2 separate regions of the Cricetulus griseus genome follow, and region 1 is linked to region 2. A link is a contact called in public Hi-C data. All regions are on one chromosome and are shown on one strand. Each heading gives the region's core, a stretch centred on a gene start, on an enhancer-like site or on the middle of the called end of the contact. The rest is flanking DNA. Distances are from core to core; before and after follow the strand shown.

Region 1 (5,396 bases), core at 2,749-5,248, 210 kb after region 2:
GGGATTCCTGCCTCCTAATAGGGCGTTTTCCAAACTGTTCTGAGAATTCAACTAAAAAGAGGCAGGAGGGTAGAAAAGCATCAGCAGATACTTCCATATAGCAATCGTGACAAATTCCTAAGAATTGCTCAAAATTGGGTAAGAAGAAGAACCATTTAAACCAAAGTTATGGTGGGAATGGCTGGGTGTCAGGAGCAGAGGGTAATGGTGGTTGGGAATCTGTGACAGCTCAGGACTTTTTTCTTTTATTTTCTTTTGTGGTTTTGGAGACACAGTTTCTCTATGTATCCCTGGCTGTCCTGGAACTAGCTCTGTAGACCAGGATTTCTTCTAACTCTGAGATCCACTCTGCCTCTGCCTCCTAAATACTGGGATTAAAGGCTTGTGCCACCACTATCCAGCTTTTTTTTTTTTTTTTTTTTTTTTTTATGAACACTGTAACCACCATAGCTGGAAAAGGTGATATTCTGTTTGTTTGTTTGTTTGTGACAGAGTCTCACTATGCAGCCTGGCTACCCTGGATGGAGTTTGCCATGTAGACCTCCGTGGCCTTGAATTTACAGAGCTCTACCTGACTCTGCTTCCCCAGTATTATTAGGATTAAGGACATGAGCTGACACACCTGGTGAAAGGGAGGACATATTTCCTTAGGGATCTCATGCTGGGGAAAGAGAAAGGATGAAGCCCTGGTGCCAGTCAAAAGAGAAACTTGTCCAGTAAGAGATTTCACAGTTTTTACAAAGTATCAGACCACCTTGCAGGACAGGCTGGGGCAAGGACAATGGTGGGCCAGTGACAGAAGGGATGATATCCTGACCAGGACTGCTTAGCTATGCATATGTCTACCCCTCTATTTAAACCTAAACCTCACATCAGTATTCCAGGAAGGGACTTGGAAGTCAAAGGATCCTTTTATTTGTTCCTTTTCCCATTGTGGGCACACTGAATAATCTCCACTTCCTGCTATTCAGTGTCAGTTATCTCATAAATTGAAATATTGGGAACCAGTGGCCAAATCTACCTTGTTGGCCCTGACAGAGCCTGGACTTTGACCTTAAAAACTCCAGTTATAAAAACCTTTCAAAAAGACATTGCAGATGCCAGATATGGTAACATGCCTTTTGTCTCAACACTAGGGAGGCAAGCAGATCTCTGTGAGTTCGAAACTAGTCTGGTCTACATAGTGAGTTCTGGGCCAGCCAGAACTACACAATGAAACCCTGTTAAAAAAAAAAAAAAAAAAAAAGCCTAATATTTTTTAACGGCATATCAATCTGAAGTTGTCTGTTAATTCATCAATAATGTTTGCAGTCCTAAAGTAATCCTATGGATGCCTTTAATGTTTTGTTCCATCCAAGGACCATAATCCATAATCCTATTTGGGGCATGTAGAGTTTGAAACGCATTGGCAATATTTGATAATGACCACATTGCTAGCTCTGCTTCACCGACATCTTCCATCACAGAAAAGTAATGCCTTCCAATTCCTCACTTGTTGGCACTTGGCAGTGGCATTCAGTGTGTTCTTCTGCTTCTGGTGGGTATGTGGCTGAGGCTTCACTGGTACCTACAGCTTCTATGCAGAGCTTTTCAGAACAAATCGTTTCTAACCCTGTGTAACCAAGCCTTACTCCCAGGAAGTGGCTTTGTGTTCTTGTTTCAGAGAATCTCTGACTGAAGCCTTCACACAGGCATAAAGGTCTGACATGCAACATTCTTTTCTTTTCAGAAATACTTTTTTTTTAAAAAAAAATGTACACTGGTGTTTTGTTTGTATGTATATCTGTATGAGGGTGTCAGGTATCCTAGAACTGGAATTACAGACAGTTGTGAGCTGCCATGTGGGTGCTGGGTCCTCTGGAAGAACAATCAGTGCTCTTAACTGAGAGCCATTCTTGTTCATGTCTTTAACTTACAAATGTAATGGCCTTTCTACCCTAAGTAAACACTTTCTAGGCACTGTGGCTTTAACCTGGGCAACATGAGGTACAAAAGCAAAACTACCACTTATTTATTTAGATTTCAGAAAAGTTCTCATGTAGCCCTCATGCTTGCTATGCAGCCAAGAACGGGAGTGCGGGAGTACTGTACCACACACATCTTATGGTGGGTGCTAAGGATAAAGCCCACAGCTTCCTGCATGCTGGGTAAGCACTCTCCCAACTAAGCTACACACCAGCCCTGATTTTTAATTTTGTAAAGACTTATTTTTAACTATGAGTAGTTGCTTGAGTTTGCCTGTATTGTGCACATGCCCAGAAGCCCAGAAGCCCGGGACACTATGGAGCTGGCTGGGTGCTGCCTGGTATGAACGCTGGAAACTGAAATTGGGCTCCCTGGGAGAGCTACAAGTGCTCTTCACCACTGGGCCCTCTCTCCAACCCTAATGTGTTTTTACACAGGTCTGGCAATTGGGCCCAGGCTGACTTCAAACTCACTATCTTTCTACCTCATGTCTCAAATGCTGGGAGTACAGGGGTGCAGCACCATAGTCGGCACAAATTTTTCTCCTTCATAATTTCACAGATAAAAGATTTGTTTTTGTAGGACAGTGGTGGTGCACACCTTTAACGCCAGCACTCAGGATGCAGAGGAAGGCCGATCTCTTAGTTTTGAGACCAGCCTCATCTACAGAGTGAGTTCCAGAACAGCCAGTGCTACAAGGAAACCCTGTCTCAAAAACAACAACAAAAAACCCAAAACAACAACAAAATATTTGCTCTTACCAAAGTTTTTAGAAACTTTAGCCTATGGGCTTATTTTATTTCAAGAACTTTTTTACCTAACGGTAGCACTTTTTTGCTTTGCTTTGGCAAAACCCAAAGACTAGCATTACTACCCTTGTGCTGATTACAGAGGGTTACTTGAACACAGTCAGCTGTTCTGAGCGACTAATGAGTGGGTAGCATACATAGCAGGGATCCGCTGAGCAAGATGATGTATATGAGGAGCAGGAAGGGGGGAAACTTCACCATGATACTCTTTCTTGGGGGGGCCGGGCAGAGCAGTGCTGGGGACTGAACATGGGACCCCAGCACGCTGGGTAAGCACTCTACCACTGGGTTCTTCAAGACGCTATTCAAAAACACACACTTTAAAAGCCACGAGCTTTTTGTTTTCTGGAGTCTTCCGCTTACTATTTTCAGGTTAACTGAAACCGCAAATAAGTGGGAGGCCACTGCATCGTCTTCCCTTTCTCTTAGAGTTTTCTCTCAAGTATATAACTGTGCACCTTGAGCACCTTCCCATTTACGGTCTCTTCGTCCTCTGCACAGGCTTATGCGCCCCTTTGCGGAGGAGGAAACTGAGAAAGGAAAATGCCAGATGCCGAGGTTACACAGCAATCAATACAGGGCACCCCGAGATGCATGCCCGGGCTCCAACTGGCCTTGAAGAACCCGAGCTCGGGCTCAAGCGAGGGCCCCGTCCCCTCGGTTCGCAGCCTGCCCACCGCAAGTAACTTTCCTCCGCAGCCGGGGGAAGCCGCTGCAGCCCGAGCTCCGCCCCGCTCCCGCCCGCGGGTGAGCCCCGCCGAACCACCGGCCCCTGAATACTTACCTCCAGTGCCGCCGATCCGCTGCACCGGAAGTGTTTCCTTGCGACCCGGAAGCGATGCGCCCAAAGCGTCCGCAGGTTCCGCTCTGCCGCCTTTACTGGGGATAGGGCTTCCTCGGCCTCCTCTGCTCGCTCTTCCGCAAATGCACACTGAAGGGTGAAGCCTTAATGAATTTTTGTTTGACTTGAGACGGCCTCACATTGTAGCCCTGACTGGCCTCGAACTTGGAGCGGTCCTCCTGCCTGATTACAGTCTCCACACTGTTTAGAACTTGGTTCTAAGTCTGAGCTGGAAACCCACAGTCTAAGAGGGAGGACACACAGATTCGCGTGTCATAATTCAGACGAAAAAAGTCACTATAATATATTAAAACGCAGCCAGAGGATGAAATCACATAATGGATATGGAATCCATAAAGCGCTAAGTGTTTGGAAGGCAAATGACAGAGTATTGGATTAAGTGAGACAGTCAGTTCAGTGGGCGAAAGGGGGCCGAGTTTAGGCCGAGGGTGGTAGCCAGCCTCCACAGGGGGCAGTGATGTTATTGGTGCCTGACAGTCATGCCTTTTATAGTCTCCTCCTATGCTAAATGGGGCTGAGGACCGTGACCCATGGGTATTGGAAAAATACAGAGCTTGCGTTCCAAGATTAAGTCAGAAAAACACTGCCACTTCCTCTTTGCTCCCTTGATCACTCCTGGGAAGTCCCACATCGTGAGGGTCACATGGGCAGTTACCAAGCCTCCTGTCAACAGCTAACTCAGAATGGCAGCCAAACGGATAAACTATCTCCAGTCCCAGAACAGCGGACCCCTGAATCTTTTATTTGTGTGTTGGTGTGGGTGGGTGGGTGGGTATGGGTGTGGTGTATGCACACGTGTGCACGCACCTATGCAGGCTGACACCAGAGGAGTGTACCAGGTGTCCAGCTCTGTCACACCTCATTCCTTGGAGACAGGGAAGCCCTGTTAATACTCCTTCTACTCTGCCTTGGCACTGGGCTAAAGGTGCACGGGTGGCCACACCTGGCTTTGTACTTGATTCAAACTCAGATCTTCATGCTTGCTCATCAAGTACCCACTGAGCCATCCGCAGCCCCCAAATCAGTTGTGTGTCTGGACTTCTGTCCTCTTTTTTCTTTTCCAGCACTGAAGATGAAACTTCAAACTTGCTGCTCCAGACTCCTGCTGCTGTGACTTCCTCCTAAAGACAAACTTTAATCTTCAACTAGGAGCCAAAACAAACTTCCTAAACTGCTTTTGTCAAAGTATTTTATCACAGCGATAAGCAAGTAACTAAGGGCTGGAGAGATGGCTCAGTGATTAAGAACACTTGCGACACTTGCAGAGGATTTGGGTTCAGTTTCCAGCACCCACATGGTAGCACAAAATCTTCTATAAGGCCAATTCCAGGGGATCAAAAGCTTTCTTCTGGCCTGTGTATAAAGAAAAACTGTGTGTGTGTGTGTGTGTGTGTGTGTGTGTGTGTGTGTGTGTGTGTATGTTGCTAGATCTTGCCAGCTACTAGTAACAAGCAAAGCCCCAGCCTGACTACATGATGAGACAATGCCGTGTGTGTGTGTGTGTGTGTGTGTGTGTGTGTGTGTGTGTGTGTGTGTGTGTGTGTAAAGAAAAGTAGCTAATACAGAGATGGAGCAGAGGTCTGAAGGGAACAAATATTTAATACAGGATCTGCCTTAAAGGGGTCAGTATGAAGCCTGGGTAAGGGCAGTGATTTCGTTTGGGGGATGTTTGTTTTTGAGACAGGGTCTCACTATGTCACCCTAGCTGGATCAGAACTCGCTACATAGATCAAGTTGGCTTGGAACTCACAGAGATCTGT
Region 2 (4,846 bases), core at 1,929-4,428:
CCTCTGACTTCTGTTGCTGTGATTAAAAACAACAAACAAAAGACCTGACAGAGAACAATTCAGAGGAGATGTGACTTACAGTTCCAGGTTATGGTCAGTTGATTCAGAGACGTCAAGGTGATAAGAGCTTGAAGCAACTTGGCCACACCACATCCACAGTCATGGGCAGACAGAAATGAATGCACAGAGTTTGGTGTTCACCTAGCTTTCTCTACTTATACAGTTCAGGCTCCAAAGCCAGGGAGTGGTGCTGCCAACTTTCAGGCTGGGTCTTCCCATATTAATTAAGGCAATTAGGACTATTTTCTCACAGATCTGACTATAGGCCAACCTGAACTAGACAGTCCCTCACTGGGATTCTCTCAGGTGATTCTAGGTCACATTGACAAAACTAGCAATCACAAGGATTGTTCTGGGTTTGACAGGAGTCAGAACAGAGAGGCCAGTACAGGCCCAAGAGAGGAAGGGTGCTGGCTAGGACCAAACTTTGACATTGAAGACGAGAAGTTCTAAAGGGAGCAAAGGAAAGAACAAGTTTCAGAGGCTGCAGAGATGAGGAAAGCAGGAGTCCTGGTGGGGTGTCAGGTGGGTAGGGACAATTTGGGAGGCTTTGGCAGGCAGTCAAGGTCAATTTAGCCAAATTTTAGGGCAGAAGGGGCTTCTGGGTCATTTGAAATCTCAGGACCCCAAGTGGGCAACCCTGCGGATGGAAGGAGATGGGTTAGTGGGCAGAGGTCAGAAGCCTACCTGCCTCCAGCCTTGCAGAATCCCCATAAGAAAGCTGGCCACTTGGGCTTTGCCAATGCCCAGACTGCCATGAAAACACCAGAAATATACTTTCTAACCCGTGTGGGGTCTTAAAAAGCATTCCTTTCTTTTTTTTTTTTTCTTGAGGAATAACCTACATAAAGTTCCCTGGCTTTAGGACCAGCTTGATAGGCGTTTCCCCTACCTGAGCCAAGTCTTTGCATCTTCCCTTCCTTTCCTTACTCCCTGAAACCACTAATTGATTGCTATCACCATGGATCAGTTTCACCTTCCTTTGAACAATGGGATCATGCCCTTTGCATTGGCTTGGGCCCCCAGCTCCTTTTAGCCCACATCCTGTATGTCAGAGCAATCTGTAGTGTTTCATGTGTCAGTGGTTTGTTACATTTATGTATAAAATGCACTTGTCCCTCAAAATTCAGAGGGGATTTCAAAGCCCCCAAATATGAGGATGCGTAAGTCTCTTGCATAAAATGGTGCAGCATTTACAGGTAACCTACACACATCCTGCCATGTACTTCAGCCCAGCTCTAGACGGCTGAGCTAAAGCCTCTAAGAGCTACATAGGCAATTATTCCATTATGATTTTTTTTTTTTTTTTAGGGAATGATGACAAGAATGCCTTGCAAATATTTTACAAACATTTTTTAACCTCCCATGCAGAAGAGAGGCTACCAAGTGTCAAATGTATCCCACAGACTGCACACTGCACTGTGGACTGGTCCATTCTCCTGTGGATGGACACTGCATTGTCTCCAGACTGGCTGAACCAGGAACTCCTCTGCTAAAGACAGTCTTGCATGGGGCTTCAGGGAGACCCAGTCCACAGGCGTGGAGAATCTGGGCATGGCACAGGGGTGTGATGAGAACAAGGAGATGCTGAGAGTTTTCTAGAGTGGGTGCAGCACCATCAGCTGTGGACAAGAATGTGAGTTGCCTTGTCCCTGCCAGTGCTCGGCCCCATTTTCATCTATCTAATCAAGAGCTTCCTGGCTTTCTGGTTTCTCCTGTTGTGGATGACGGGAGTACCAGGTACCATACACTGGTCATTATGGGCTCATAAGCAACTGAACAACAAGAGGTCATAGGCCTGCTGTAGTCTCAACTAAGGGAAGAATGAATATTGTCTTGGGTCACAGGTGATACCGGGAATGGGGATGGCCATTGTGTGAGCATGAAACCAACTGAAGGACAACAGAGAGATGGAATGAGCCCAGGTCCTCCGTGACACTGCCAAGCGACTCCATCTGCTACCCATTTCCTTTTTAAACCAGTAATTTACAATGGGTTTCTTTTTTAACTTGCAACAAAAAGAGCACAGGCTACAGACCCATCTCATTCCCAAATCCAAGGTGTCCCTTGTCTCAACAGCAGCCAGCCAGGCAGAGTATTTCTTCCTACTTGAACCCCTGCTTTATGGACCAGACTGTGGCAGTGGGGACAATAAAGTCTGCTCACTGCATCCAGCTCTTTTCCTGGCTCCTCCCTAGCCCACTTTCCTTCCTTCCTTCTGACCCTGGCTTCTCAGCAACATCACGACCCGAGGAAGCCCTAGCAGCCCGTCTAGCTCCATTCTCCCTATGGACAGGATACCCAGGCATTTCAGCTACAACTTCTCAGTCACACTCCTGATTGTCCCCAGCAGCCTGTCTTTCTTCCAGCTTTTCCACCTTGGGTAAGGGCTCCTCACCCCTTCCTAGTTAAGACCAATGCCTGTGCCTCACGGTTGAGTCTGATATGATCTCTTCTAACTCCCTTAGCCACCACCTGTCTGAGTCACCGTGACTTTGGAAAGCTGTTCAGGTTGCTTAGCTGGTCTCTCATCCCGAACCTCACCTCCATGTCTTCTAATCCTGAAAAGCCAGTGGTCTTAGAGAGACCCAAATTCTTTTTCATTCCCCCTAAGAAAACAGCTTCCAATGCCTCTCAAGACGAAGATCCAAACTCATGACCAAGGTGCCTGTCATATTTTTGCTCATCTCCCACTCTGCTTAGGATTGTCACCCTCATGTCTGGAACAATACCCCTGGGCTCACACAACGCACAAACTCAATTTGCCCAAGAAGGTTCCAACAACACTCATTCTTCTTCAGGAACCAGGATCCCATTAATTTCTCGTAACTCTCCTTACTTTGCCTCATAGTGCTTCCCACGATGTCTAATTATGTACTGGTACGATTGAAAGTATTAGGATAAAGTGATCACAGGGTGATAGTCTCACCTCTTGGTTGGGAAAACTGGGGTCAGGAGCCGAAGTCTACCGCCAGCATTGCGCTTGCGCATAGTATGCGACCAGGACCGAGCCTAATTAGCTAGCGAGTGAACACACTGACTCATCTAAACTTTAACAAGCCCGGGGCGAGCCATTTCATCACCCAGAAGGAACCACGTTCTGAGCCCAGTTCTTTGCCCATGGTTGAAAGGGCCAGATCTCGTGGCCAGATCTGAGCCACGAGATGTTTTCTCGGAGTGCGTTGACCACAAGATAGAAGAGCTTAGTGGGAATCAGGGCAACTAAGCGACGCCGGCCCGCCCCGCTCTCAAACAGTAAGGATCACAATCTGCTGCATATGCATAAGGGGACCATAGGCCAGAGGTTCGGGGCTACCCAAATGCGCCTGATTAAAAATTCCTCGGGCTTGAGGAACTCAGAGGCCTCCTAATTTTACTCTAGCTCATATATAGCTTAGGAAAGATGTTTTGTGCCGGACACTGAGGGAAAAGTACCCGAGAGTAGTCCCAATTTGGGCCTGTCTGTCAGGCGTCCGCGGCGGACAGCCCGATTCCGGGCGGGGTCCTTGGGCCGCTCGACTAGAAGATGAAGGGGGCGTCTCCCCAGCTTCTGCGGCGTCGGTGGCGAGCTAAGGTGGAGGCAGGCTGCGGCGGCGACGGCGACGGCGACAGTGGCGGCAGCGCCATGGCGGGGCTCGCAGGTATCGTGGCGTCGCCCGCCTGGGCAGGGTGAGAGGTCCTGGGCGCGGCCGCGGCGCCATGTTGGCCCTCCGGGGTCACCTTAGGCGCCGCCTGGCCCCTCGCCGGGACTTTCCTTCCGCGCGGCCGGGGGCGGGCGTACCCGCGTCGGGCGACCGCCCGGCTTCTCCCCAATCTGGACCTTGGTGGGAGTGTCCCCTTCTTGTCCCGAGGGTGGGTTCCGGGGCTTCTAGCTGTTACTTTTGCCTACAAGGTCAGCGAGCTCCCCGGATGGGACTGGGACAGAGGGGCGCGACCACCACCTCCTCTGCTCGAGCCCTTGGCAAGGGGCTCAGCTTCTGAGAGGCGGGCCACTCTTTCCTCGCCACTTCAGTCTCTTCTCCCCTCCTTCCGAAGAAGTGTGGGGAGAAGGGAGAACTAGGCTCCCAACCCTGTCTTTGGTATCTGGAGTAATTGGGTGACCATCTGCTTCGGGTCCCGGATCCTTCTCCCACAAACTTTTCACCGATTCTGGACACCGGTTCCCTCTCCTCCGGTGTGTGGGGAGTGGCCCTCAAGGGCAGCAGAAGGAATGGAATGCCTGTCACACTCGCCTTGGCCTGGAAAGGAAGAATGGGGGATGGGGACAATCGATTTTTCCTTCCTCCTTCCAAACCACTTTTCGTTTCCTTCTAGGTCCCATGTTTCTTTTTAGTTGGGAAACTGGGACCTGTTCTGGTTTGTAGGTTCTTTCTGTTTATAGGTTCGGATCTTCTTTTGTCCCTTTCAGGGAACTGATGTATTGGGGACGGCTTCTCTGCCCTGCCTGACATGGTTCAACCATCCTGTCAGCCTTCTGGACTTCAACACCAAAGCCAGGACCCAAAAAAGTTTCGTTTTATGTGCTCATGCCAAGTGTTAGAGCGAGCTTACTTGTTTCTTTTAAATCACAATTCATTAATGTCAAGAATTCCTATTCAGAGATTGGGTGTCTGGAACATTGGTCAGTTTCCAGGGACCCGATCAATTCTGTATCTGAAAGTGAGCATCTTCAAGTTGCTGCCAAGTCAGTTTAACTTCTTGTCTGTTGTTTCTAAGGGGAATCAGAGTTAGGCTGCCCTCTGTTCTTGTTCTCTATCTTTGAAACACGTGCGTTTCATTGCAAGCT

Evidence for each region. Hi-C and Micro-C count contacts between places; a contact is called where the count stands out from the background.
Region 1: a contact with region 2 is called in a Hi-C map of the CHO-K1 cell line, with 6 times the contacts expected there. The contact joins the promoter of Manbal here to the promoter of Blcap in region 2. A contact is called at or near these places in 6 of 8 Hi-C or Micro-C datasets (the CHL-YN cell line, the CHO-K1 cell line, the CHO-S cell line and 2 more).

What each region holds. Positions count from the first base shown.
Region 1 is chr6:22,176,031-22,181,426 of CriGri-PICRH-1.0, forward strand. It overlaps Manbal (protein MANBAL), which reads right to left and starts at 3,999. Exons shown (of 4, transcript XM_027421272.2): 1 at 3,559-3,999.
Region 2 is chr6:21,971,168-21,976,013 of CriGri-PICRH-1.0, forward strand. It overlaps Blcap (bladder cancer-associated protein), which reads left to right and starts at 3,179. Exons shown (of 2, transcript XM_027421260.2): 1 at 3,179-3,315. LOC103158741 (a long non-coding RNA gene) reads right to left here and starts at 3,124. Exons shown (of 2, transcript XR_003486460.2): 1 at 2,990-3,124.